Linked DNA regions of Mus musculus: region 2 is linked to region 1. The links are chromatin contacts, called in public promoter capture Hi-C maps. All regions are on one chromosome and are shown on one strand. The core of a region is the stretch at or near the end of the contact, and the rest is flanking DNA. Distances in the headings are between cores, read along the strand shown.

Evidence for each region. Promoter capture Hi-C pulls out the DNA fragments that hold promoters and counts their contacts.
Region 2: a contact with region 1 is called in a promoter capture Hi-C map of pre-B cells. The contact joins the promoter of Rack1 here to the promoter of Nudcd2 in region 1. A contact is called at or near these places in 2 of 39 promoter capture datasets (cranial neural crest and pre-B cells) and 1 of 484 Hi-C or Micro-C datasets (rod photoreceptor).

What each region holds. Positions count from the first base shown.
Region 1 is chr11:40,730,299-40,735,073 of GRCm38.p6, reverse strand. It overlaps Nudcd2 (NudC domain containing 2), which reads right to left and starts at 1,413. Exons shown (of 4, transcript NM_026023.5): 1 at 920-1,413. The coding sequence starts at 1,108. Hmmr (hyaluronan mediated motility receptor (RHAMM)) reads left to right here and starts at 1,637. Exons shown (of 18, transcript NM_013552.2): 1 at 1,637-1,760. The coding sequence starts at 1,715.
Region 2 is chr11:48,798,985-48,804,114 of GRCm38.p6, reverse strand. Rack1 (receptor for activated C kinase 1) reads right to left here and starts at 3,755. Exons shown (of 8, transcript NM_008143.3): 1 at 3,543-3,755; 2 at 2,281-2,452; 3 at 1,695-1,842; 4 at 616-711; 5 at 147-257. The coding sequence starts at 3,651. It overlaps Gm36109 (predicted gene, 36109), which reads left to right and starts at 4,712. Exons shown (of 2, transcript NR_166852.1): 1 at 4,712-4,734. It overlaps LOC115485831 (a small nucleolar RNA gene), which reads right to left and starts at 3,250; the gene lies at 3,183-3,250. Snord96a (small nucleolar RNA, C/D box 96A) reads right to left here and starts at 2,082; the gene lies at 2,006-2,082. It also overlaps Snord95.

The sequences.
Region 1 (4,775 bases), core at 164-2,663:
GCCTAATTCGCTGAGCTGAGATCTACCTGCCTAAGGTTCCCAAATGCTGGGATTAAAAGCGTGCACCACAACACCTGCCTTAAAAGTGCTCTCTCTTTTAAACTCAATGTTATTAAAGCTAGTTCAATCTCTTTTGAGAAGCTGGCACTAGAAAAGGCCAGTTTCTTAAAAAGGTTCAAATCACATGTTGCAGAAATTGATATCCAATTAGCTGTTGACTAATTTTCCTTCTCCTGCCCAAGGTTACAAAACACAGTATCATGTCTCCGTTCACCACTACATTATACAGTCATCCTCCAACAGGCTATGCATCTAATCTAGGTGTAAAGTATAGCCTGATTGTTATGTGAGTCTTAATAAATTCTTAACCAAAAACGGGGAAATGTGACCAGATTAAAAATTTGGTGAAATTAGGTAACTTCACACACCTTTTCACTACGATGAAGATCAACATGCAAGAAACTTGTTATTTAGAAAACCAATCTGACATCTTGGAATCCTCATCCCATTACCCTAGCCTTGCTTGTAAGTGCCTGTATTAGCCTACACGTCATGAACAGAGTTCAGAATCCTTTTGTCTAGTCTCTGGGACTCCCATCGGTGCCCAGAAGACGCATATTCGTTCTTTTGACCTACTTAGCCTTCTGTCAGCAGGAACTCCGGAGGAAATAAAAGCACCCCAAACCTATTTTAGAAATAAAGTGGAGAACAAAATCTTTGAGTTCTACCCGCGCAAAATCTGCTCTGTGGGTGCAGTGCTCCGTGGAGACCCCTCGCCAGAACAATTTACCACTTCTTTCTACCAGCCAGGAACTAACCTTGCCACACCCAGCAGTCATCCCTCTGACACCGTGAATTTTAGGGCTCGGGGTGCGGGAAAGCCAGAAGAAGGAACTCGGGACAAGCCCTGGCTTGCTACCTTGAGGATCTCGCGGCCACCCACGGCCAGAGCCACGTGCCGACTCTGCAGGCCGCACTGGATGTCCTGCGCGCGAGTGCCGGGGGGCACCTGGACTTCAATGAACACCTCCTCCAGGGTCTGGTACCACTGTCCCCACGGAGTCCCGCAAGGAACCACCCCGCTGCGCTCCTCAAACGGGGCGGACATTCTGAAGACGCCACGCAGGCACACGGCTCCGGGAGAGCACTACACCGGCGGGACTAGGCTCTGGGCTTGCCCTCGGCGCCTTGGGGTCACTGCACATGCGCAAGAGTCCAAACTGGCGTGTCCGAGTGTGCAAAATTCTCCCTTTCAGAGCCCATTTAAGACACTCGTGAGCCCTGGTGAAATCGACCGAAGCCTAGAGATGTTGACATCCAAAGAACACTGACGCCGGAACAAAGGAGAAAAGTGCCTGCGATCTTTAAACCTGTGTGACGCCAAAATTCCGACGCGTCCACCGGCCTGTGAAGTGCGCTTGCGCGAACTGGGCTACCCAGTAAAACTGAGTAAAACCAGAAGTGATTGGATAGAGCTGTTTGCGGCGACGATCAGGAGCAGCCTCTTATTGGCTACTAGCTTAAACTTACAAACCTTCCGATTGGGCGGCGGTAGGAATCTAGTGCGCATGCTCTTTGGACCATGCAGGATTGGCCAGATAGGTTTAGGTTTTCTGATTGGCTGAGGGGGAAAGTTGAGGTAAATTTGAATTCAGGCGAGCTGACAGTTTGCTGGGGCGTTTGATTGCTGTCTCATCTGGACCCAGGCGTCAGAATGTCCTTTCCTAAGGCGCCCCTGAAGAGATTCAATGACCCTTCGGGTACGTACGGGTGGGGGAACAGGGTGGGAAGGGGATGTGCCCTCGTTTCCCAGTCATTCGAAAGCCAGGTTAGGGCTGGGGCGGTGTTTGTTTTTCTCCAAATTCACGCAGTAAACACCTGGTTAGCGCAGTGTGGGATGGTAGAGACGCGGCCCTACGTGAAATGAGGTCATCCCTGCACACAGCGAGTCTTCAAGCGTGAGATTCCAAAATATGCCATCAACACCATGGAGAAACCACAGCTGGTTGAAGGGGATTAGGAGTTGGCAGGCGCTACTTTTCTTTTTAAAAAGAAGTTACTCTCTTTAGAATTTTCTGCATTGACATTGCATTCAGATATAAAAGCATAAAGACTGAGAAATCTGTTCAGTAAAGACAGCTGCCCACGGATTCTTTTCCACTCGTGAAACAGTTCTTTGGAATTTCTTTTTTAATATTTTATTTTTTTAAGGTTGATTTATTAACATGAGTATACTGTAGCTGTCCTCACACACCAGAAGAGGGCCTCAGATCCCATAACAGATGGTTGTGAGCCACCATGTGGTTGCTGGGATTTGAACTCATGACCTTTGAAAGAGCAGTCAGTGCTCTTACCCACTGAGCCATCTCATGAAACAATTCTTAAGTAATGTTCAGCATTTTAACAATAGAATAGTGGAACTTGGTGTGTAGATGACAGAGTAAATTGAGTGTAGATGGTGATAGCATTTAAACAGTTAGAATAAAGTAATTTTTAATGTTTTCACCTGTAAGAAATAGACACTTCCAGACCTAGTGGCCTGAGCTACATAGACTGTCAGTAACTCACACCTACAACAAATTAATAGCATGTTGGAAGTAAATGAAAAATGAGACTGAAATCCACTCAATTTTATGAAACTAAATTGGCAGAAATGGAGTGGGAACCCAGACTTCCAAGGATATATGCTATGCTCTTAAGGGCTGTGGTTTATGCACAAGTAACTAGAGCCTTGGGTGTGAGGTGATAGATGCTAACTGTGCAGCTGTACTGTCGTAAGGTCTATATGTTATTCCTTTGAACAGCTAGACGAGAAAAGTACCAAAGTTGTACTCTTTACAAATGAGAACATTGAGAGAGTTTCTGACTATATTATGCAGCCAGCAAGTAAGTGATGGAGCGGAAGATGAAAGGCCGGTTTATATCCTCTGTAGCATGTACTGGTTAGTAGTCTCTATCTGGTTTCTATCAACGTTCCTCCATTCACAAGGTCAAGTGAGTGATCAGACACAGCCATCTCCATGGCCACACCATTTCCAGGGAACTCAGACAACTTAGGTTCTACAGAACAGGGTAGATGTTTTTGTTTTGAGACAAGGTCTCTTGTAGCACAGGCTAGCCTTGTACTCCTGCTGCCACCTCCCAAGTACTGAAACTTAAGAGACCTGCACAACACACATGGCTCAGCTGCTGTTTGGTTTTAAGGAGCAGTAGTTAAGGCTTACAGTGTCAAAGATAATATGTCAGATATTTAATATTTGTAAGTCCATGGCAGCTTTTTCTACCTCAAGGAAACTTAAAGCATCCTGGGATAAAGGAGGGAATCTAACTTTTTTTTTTTTTAAAATTTGGTGTGTTCTCCCTATGTCTACAAAGTGTCTGGCATGGTATTTTCTGTAGCTTGTCAGACACAGGTGATTTTGAGTACTCCTGTGGCTAATTACAAAAGCCTAGTCCATTCTCACATCCCAAACAAGATATTTTTTTTCTATACTGCTCAACATAACTATGAGCTAAATACTAGAAGAATAGAAGCTACTCCCAAATTGCAAGCACTTAAGTCTAATGTAGAGATAAAGTAAATAAGTCCTTATGAAAGCATAATAAGCTGTTAGGAATTATAGACAGTGCTATGAGAATTTTCTAGCCTGATTTTTTTTGAGGGGGGGGGGGGGATTCTGCAAAAGCTAGATGGCCACATGGAGATCTGGAAGGTGAATGAGAATGGGCTGAACAAAATTGAAAGTAGATTTTAAATTCTATAAGAGAGCAGGCTGAAGCCGGGCATGGTGGTGCACGCCTTTAATCCCAGCACTAGGGAGGCAGAGGCAGGCGGATTTCTGAGTTCAAGGACAGCCAGGGCTACACAGAGAAACCCTGTTTCAAAAAAACCAATAAATAAATTAATTAATTAATAATAATAATAATAAAGACCAGGCTGAGCAAGCCAGGGAAAGCAAGCCAGTGAAGACTATCCTTCCATGGCCTCTGCATCAGCTCCTGCTTCCTGACCTGCTTGAGTTCCAGTCCTGATTTCCTTTGGTGATGAACAGCAATGTGGAAGAGTAAGATGAATAAACCCTTTCCTCTCCAACTTGTTCCTTGGTCATGATGTTTATGCAGGAATAGAAACCCTGACTAAACCAAATTGGTACCAACATAGTGAGGAATTCCTGTGACAGCCTGACCATGTTTTCTGGAGGACTATGGAAGGAATTTGGAACTTTGGGCTAGAAGAACCATTGGGATGTTAAGAGCTCTGTGGGATGTTGTGTAGGAGCTTGGAAGATAATGTTGAGAACAGCACAGAAGATGGAGGCCTGGCTTGTGAAATTTCAGAGGGAAGACTCTTATCAGGGCTGTTGCTGTATTGATTGTGAAGGTTCTGTGGTTTTGGTTAGCTGGGGCTGAAGAATCAGCTGTGATTAACAAGATACCAGAACTACTAAATCGAAACTTTTGCATTACTGGGACTATTGATGCTGGTTAGCTGGAGCTAAGAAATTAGCAGTGATTAAAAAGGAACCAGCATCAATTGAGGTAAAATCTTCTAGAAAGTGTTTTCTAAGAGGACAGAGACTGTGTTCCAGAGATAGCCAAGGCTTTACCTTGTGTTGTGGCTGGACTTAGTAATGTGTAAGAGTCACTTACGTGGTACTGGTTTTGAAGGCATGAAGGGGTCATGCTGAGGGGTCACTGTGAGAGGCCATGGAAGGTCATTGGTGAAGGTGCAGTCTCAGTTGCAATTGATGGCCCAGGACTGAAGTGGTCATGCA
Region 2 (5,130 bases), core at 2,506-5,005, 8.1 Mb before region 1:
GTTCCTGTCTCTAAGTCCTTTCCTCTAATGTGTCAAAACCCCAACCATAAAAATAAACATCTTTGGTATACTTTTCTACATATTTTAAAATAATGCTTATAACCAGATAAAAAGCTTTCTCTGTAAAGATGACAAAACCCAAATACCTTGCCTCCAGAAGCACAGAGGGATCCATCTGGAGAGACAGTCACTGTGTTCAGGTAGCCAGTGTGGCCAATGTGGTTGGTCTTTAGCTTGCAGTTAGCCAGATTCCACACCTGAAAAAACAGGAGTCTGTGGGTGACCAGGATAAAGGTATACACTAAACAGGAAAGGTATGAACACCACTTTTAAGGGACCACTGAACAGGCATGTCATGCAAGCCTCTATAGTTCCAGTACCTGGGTGACCAAGACAGGTCACAGTACCTGTGCTTGGATGACACAGGTCAGTAAAGGGATACAGAATGAATCCTAGCCTCAACAAACCACAGTCCTAAAGTATTGCGATGAACCATAAGAAGCCAAAGCCAAACTAATGTTCATAAATATTCCAAATCAGAATGCATCACTATCTGAGAGGAATGGGAATACATTTGGGATTTTTGGCAGAGCTATGCCCTTGCTTGAAGCTTACCTTGACCAGCTTGTCCCATCCGCAGGAGACGATGATAGGGTTGCTGCTGTTCGGGGAGAAGCGGACACAAGACACCCATTCTGAATGACTCTCATCCTACAGAAGATGCAGGGGAAGGTTAAGGGGAAGCAGTCTTTCTCCCAGATTACAGATCTCTACCACACTTCCCTAGGTGGGACAACAGCAGTCTTCCACTCAGTTGGCAAAGCCACCTGAGGTCAAGCCCGCTGACATTTGAATCCTAAGATGACCCCCAGAGCTCACCCACTACTCATAGAGTACAGGACCAGGCACAGCTCAGAAACAGCCTCTGGATTTCAGCAAAGCAACTCAGATGGCATGTTGTGGTCATCACTGTTGGGCCTGGCTTGTAGCCCCTTAAATACACATCTCTAGGAGGTAGGTGAGAGACTTAAGATCATTTAACCCTTAGGGCAGTTTTAGTAGATATCTGGGTATCTGCGTATGTGCCAAGACCCTGCCCAATTTATGCCCTGGTTTGGGTTTCCATGGCCCAACCTAATATGGAATGAAAGGGGGAAGTACCACCTCTAGCTAGCCTTTTAACCCCAGCAGTTTAAAAGCACACCCATCTCAGCCAGATCTACACAGAAACCCCTTCTCAAACAAATAAAAAATTCTGGGGCTGGTGAGATGGCTCAGCTGTTAAGAGCGCTGACTACTCTTTCCAGAGGTCCTGAGTTCAAATCCCAGCAACTACATGGTGGCTCACAACCATCCTTTAACAAAATCTGATGCCCTCTTCTGGAGTGTCTGAAGACAGCTACAGCGTACTTAAATAAAATTCCAACGCCTGTAAGTCCCATGCCAGTCACAAGCCAGCATGCTTAGCTTAAAAATAACAAAAAACAACCCCAGACAGTCACAGGACTAACAACACACAATGAAAAGCTAAAGAGGCAGTCGGTGGCACACAGCTTCACCCCAACACCTAGGAGTCAGATCACTCCAGGCCACCAGGACTACCTAGTGAGGAACCCACCTCAGAAACAACCCAAGTCCCCAGGGGGCGGGAGGTAGCCCTGAACATGCTGTCCCTACCACCCTTATCCCTTTACCTGGACCGTGTACTTGCAGACACCCAGAGTATTCCATAACTTTATGGTCTTGTCTCGGGACCCAGAGACAATCTGCCGGTTGTCAGAGGAGAAGGCCACGCTCAACACATCCTTGGTGTGGCCGACAAATCGCCTTGTGGTGGTGCCCCTAAGAAGGAGAACCTGGTCACTTTCTAGACAGGTTTTGTCCATCCAGCTAGAGCCTTTTCCTAGCTTCATCCTTGCCCCGTAGGCTCTATTACCCCACACAGTCCACACGTGGCTTAGAACCTACTACTAGCCTATGTCATGTCTGACATGTATCAGAGAACCCATTCAGAATTGCAGGACATGTCCTCATTCCCTTGTGGGGGATTGGTTGACAATGTCGTCTTGTCATCACTAGGATCCTCTATTACATCTGCCAAATGCCCATCTAAGACAACGTACAAGATGAGACACTTCATAGGTACCCAGTTTAAAACAACACCCCCAAATGTTGCTTTACCCTCTACAAAAGGACCAATTACCAAGGGGAGACTGCACCCCGGCGAATCTACCTCAGTTCTGCCCACTTTCCCCCCAAGATTCCAAAGCAGCTACTTGCGTTGTGAGATCCCAGAGGCGCAGCGTTCCGTCCCAGGAGCCCGAGAGGGCAAACTGACCATCAGAGGAGATAACAACATCACTAACGAAGTGGGAGTGACCTCTCAGAGCACGCTGTGGTATGCCATAGTTGGTCTCATCTCTGGTCAGCTTCCACATGATGATGGTCTTGTCTAAAAGGGTTGGTAAAGGTTGGTATAAGCCTACTTACTGTGCACCATTTACAGTCTTAAAGTCACTGGGGCCAGTAAACGGGACAGAGAAACTTCAAGTTATAAATAAAAGAGGCTTACTACTCTACAATATCAAGAGCTGTAGATCTCAGCTGTAATGTGAGACTATGGGCACCACACTTCCTGGGATTGAGACTTAAGTTCCACATTCAAAATGTATTTTATTTAAAGTGGCTCCCTACATACATATGTGTGCTACCTGTGTCTATGGTGTTCAGAAGTGCGTGTCAGGTCTCCTGGAACTAGTTTCAGATGACTGCAAGCTACCATGCAGGGTCTGGGAAACTAACCCTAACCTTAGTCATCGTCCGGGCCCGAGACTAATTAACAGCAGAAGCACCACTTGGGTGTATGTAGGCTGAGCAGAGACAGCCTTTCCCGCCTGAGAGTTACTGAAATAAATGCAGCCGTTATTGTAGCATCAGACACAATCCTAGCCACGAACCAACTTACACAGAAACGGACAATAATAAGCCTAGTATTAGGTAGGAGAGAAAATGAGCATAATTTTGGGGTGGGTAGGGAGGAAATACACATGAAGATACATCATTAAAGAAAAAAAATCATTAGTTACAAGAAAACCTAGGGCGGGACAATCAAGTCCGGAAATGTGGGGAACAAGGCATCTACAAAGTTTACCCACTGTCTATAGTTTAGGGCCAGGCGACAACAGCTCAGAAACAGCCTCTGGATTTCAGCAAAGCCACTCAGATGGCATGTTGGGGTCATCATTGCTCCGCCCGTCTTGTAGCCCCGTAAAACTACTTAAACACATCTCCAGGAAGCAAGCGAGAGATTTAAAATCGCCAACTTTGGGAGGTGGGGTGTGAGTACAGTTGCGCGACGTGTCTCGGTTTCCGTTCATGTGTAAAGGGTCGTCCCGGTTGGGGCCCAAGTTGGGGTATGCACGCCCCAACTAACAACTGGGTTGGGGAATGAACCGAGCCAACACGCGCGCCACTTGCTTAACCACGAGACTCTCATGCAGTCCCCAGGACACCGGGTGATTTACCCGGCATGCAGCCCGTACCTCGAGACGCAGACAGGATCATGTCCGGGAACTGCGGTGTGGTGGCGATCTGTGTTACCCATCCATTGTGGCCCTTAAGGGTCCCGCGAAGGGTCATCTGCTCGGTCATGGCTGCAGTTGATGCGAGGGTCGCCGCAGCGACAAGGATGGCACCGGATAGCTCAGAGAGCCAAGCACCACAGCGGCTGCCACCACGACCCTGTGGAGAAAAAGAAAGAGCGGCCTCCGCCGGAACCGGAAATACTCGGAGAGCAAGGCGGGGATTCCCATGATTCACTGCTGCTCAAAGATAGCTGCACTGAGAAGTGGGAGGAACTGGGAGAGTAGGTCTCAAGTATCGTCGTTTCTTCTGCCACGCAACCTAGTTTGGCAGCGCTGTACAAATGCATTCTGAAGCCAGATGCGCCAGGGTTTTAGAAAGGCTTCTCGGGAGATTAAAGCATGCCGTGGAAGCAGAAGTGGGGCTGAGGGCACACAAGCAAACTACAGTGGCCTCTCCGCCCTTACGTGGCAGAGACGCGGCTCCGCCCTTTCCGCTTCTGTTCAGTTCCTTGGTTGGAGACCCCGGCTCCAACTTTGACTTACGGAAGTACAATTAAAGTCGCAATTAGAGGCGTGTGCCAGCAAATCTGGCCTGTTTGTTTGTTTTATGGCAAAATTTCATGTAGCGAAGGCTAGTCTTAAACTGGTTGTGTTGCCAAGGATGGTTTTGAACTACCGACCTGCTTCTGTCTCCCAAGTACTGGAATTATAAACCGAGCCGCCGCCCGGCGAGGCTATAAAGGAGGAAGTGCTGGGTTCAGATTTCTGGGGATTCTGTTGGAAGCCCTTTCTGTGCCTCTGATCATTCCCCAGAAAAGCCTGCTGGTCTGTCTTGTGCTGCCCTGAAAGAAGTGTTCCCGGACGGGGAAGCAGAGGAACACGGATAGCCTGGCAACCCGATGACCTCAACACGTGTTCAAATTTTGTAGTGTTTCCAAATGTCACAGATCTGGCCTTAAAAAGTTTTAACTGTATGTTTTAAAGTATTTGTGTGTGAGTGCGCTTGTGATTGCCACAGAGCACTGGCTGAAGTCAGGAATTTTCTCTCCTGCCATGTGTGTTTGGCTACAGCCGATTTGTTCAGCTTCACTTTTTTTTTTTTTTTTTTTTTTTTTTTTTTTTTTTTAAGGAGCACACACAGGTCAGGAAGGTAAGCAACCACTAATGTCTATGTGAACTAAAGGATACATTTAATTATTTATTTTAGTGCTATGGGTTGAACTCCCACATGCTAGGAAGAGTGCCTTACAGAGTTAAATCCACCCAACTCCCAGCCTTGTTTAGTTTTTGTTCGTTTTTTTGTTTGTTTTTTGTTTTTCGAGACAGGGTTTCTCTGTGTAGTCCTGGCTGTCCTGAAACTCACTCTGTAGACCAGGCTGGCCTCGATGATGGAATTCATCACCACATTCAACCTTGTTTCGTTTTGATTCAGGATGTGCATAGCTCAAATTGGCCTTAAATTTATGATCTCCCTTCCTCAGCCTGCCAAGTAACTAAGATTATAGCCCTAAAACACCAAGCCCTAGGTATAAGTATTTGTTTTTCT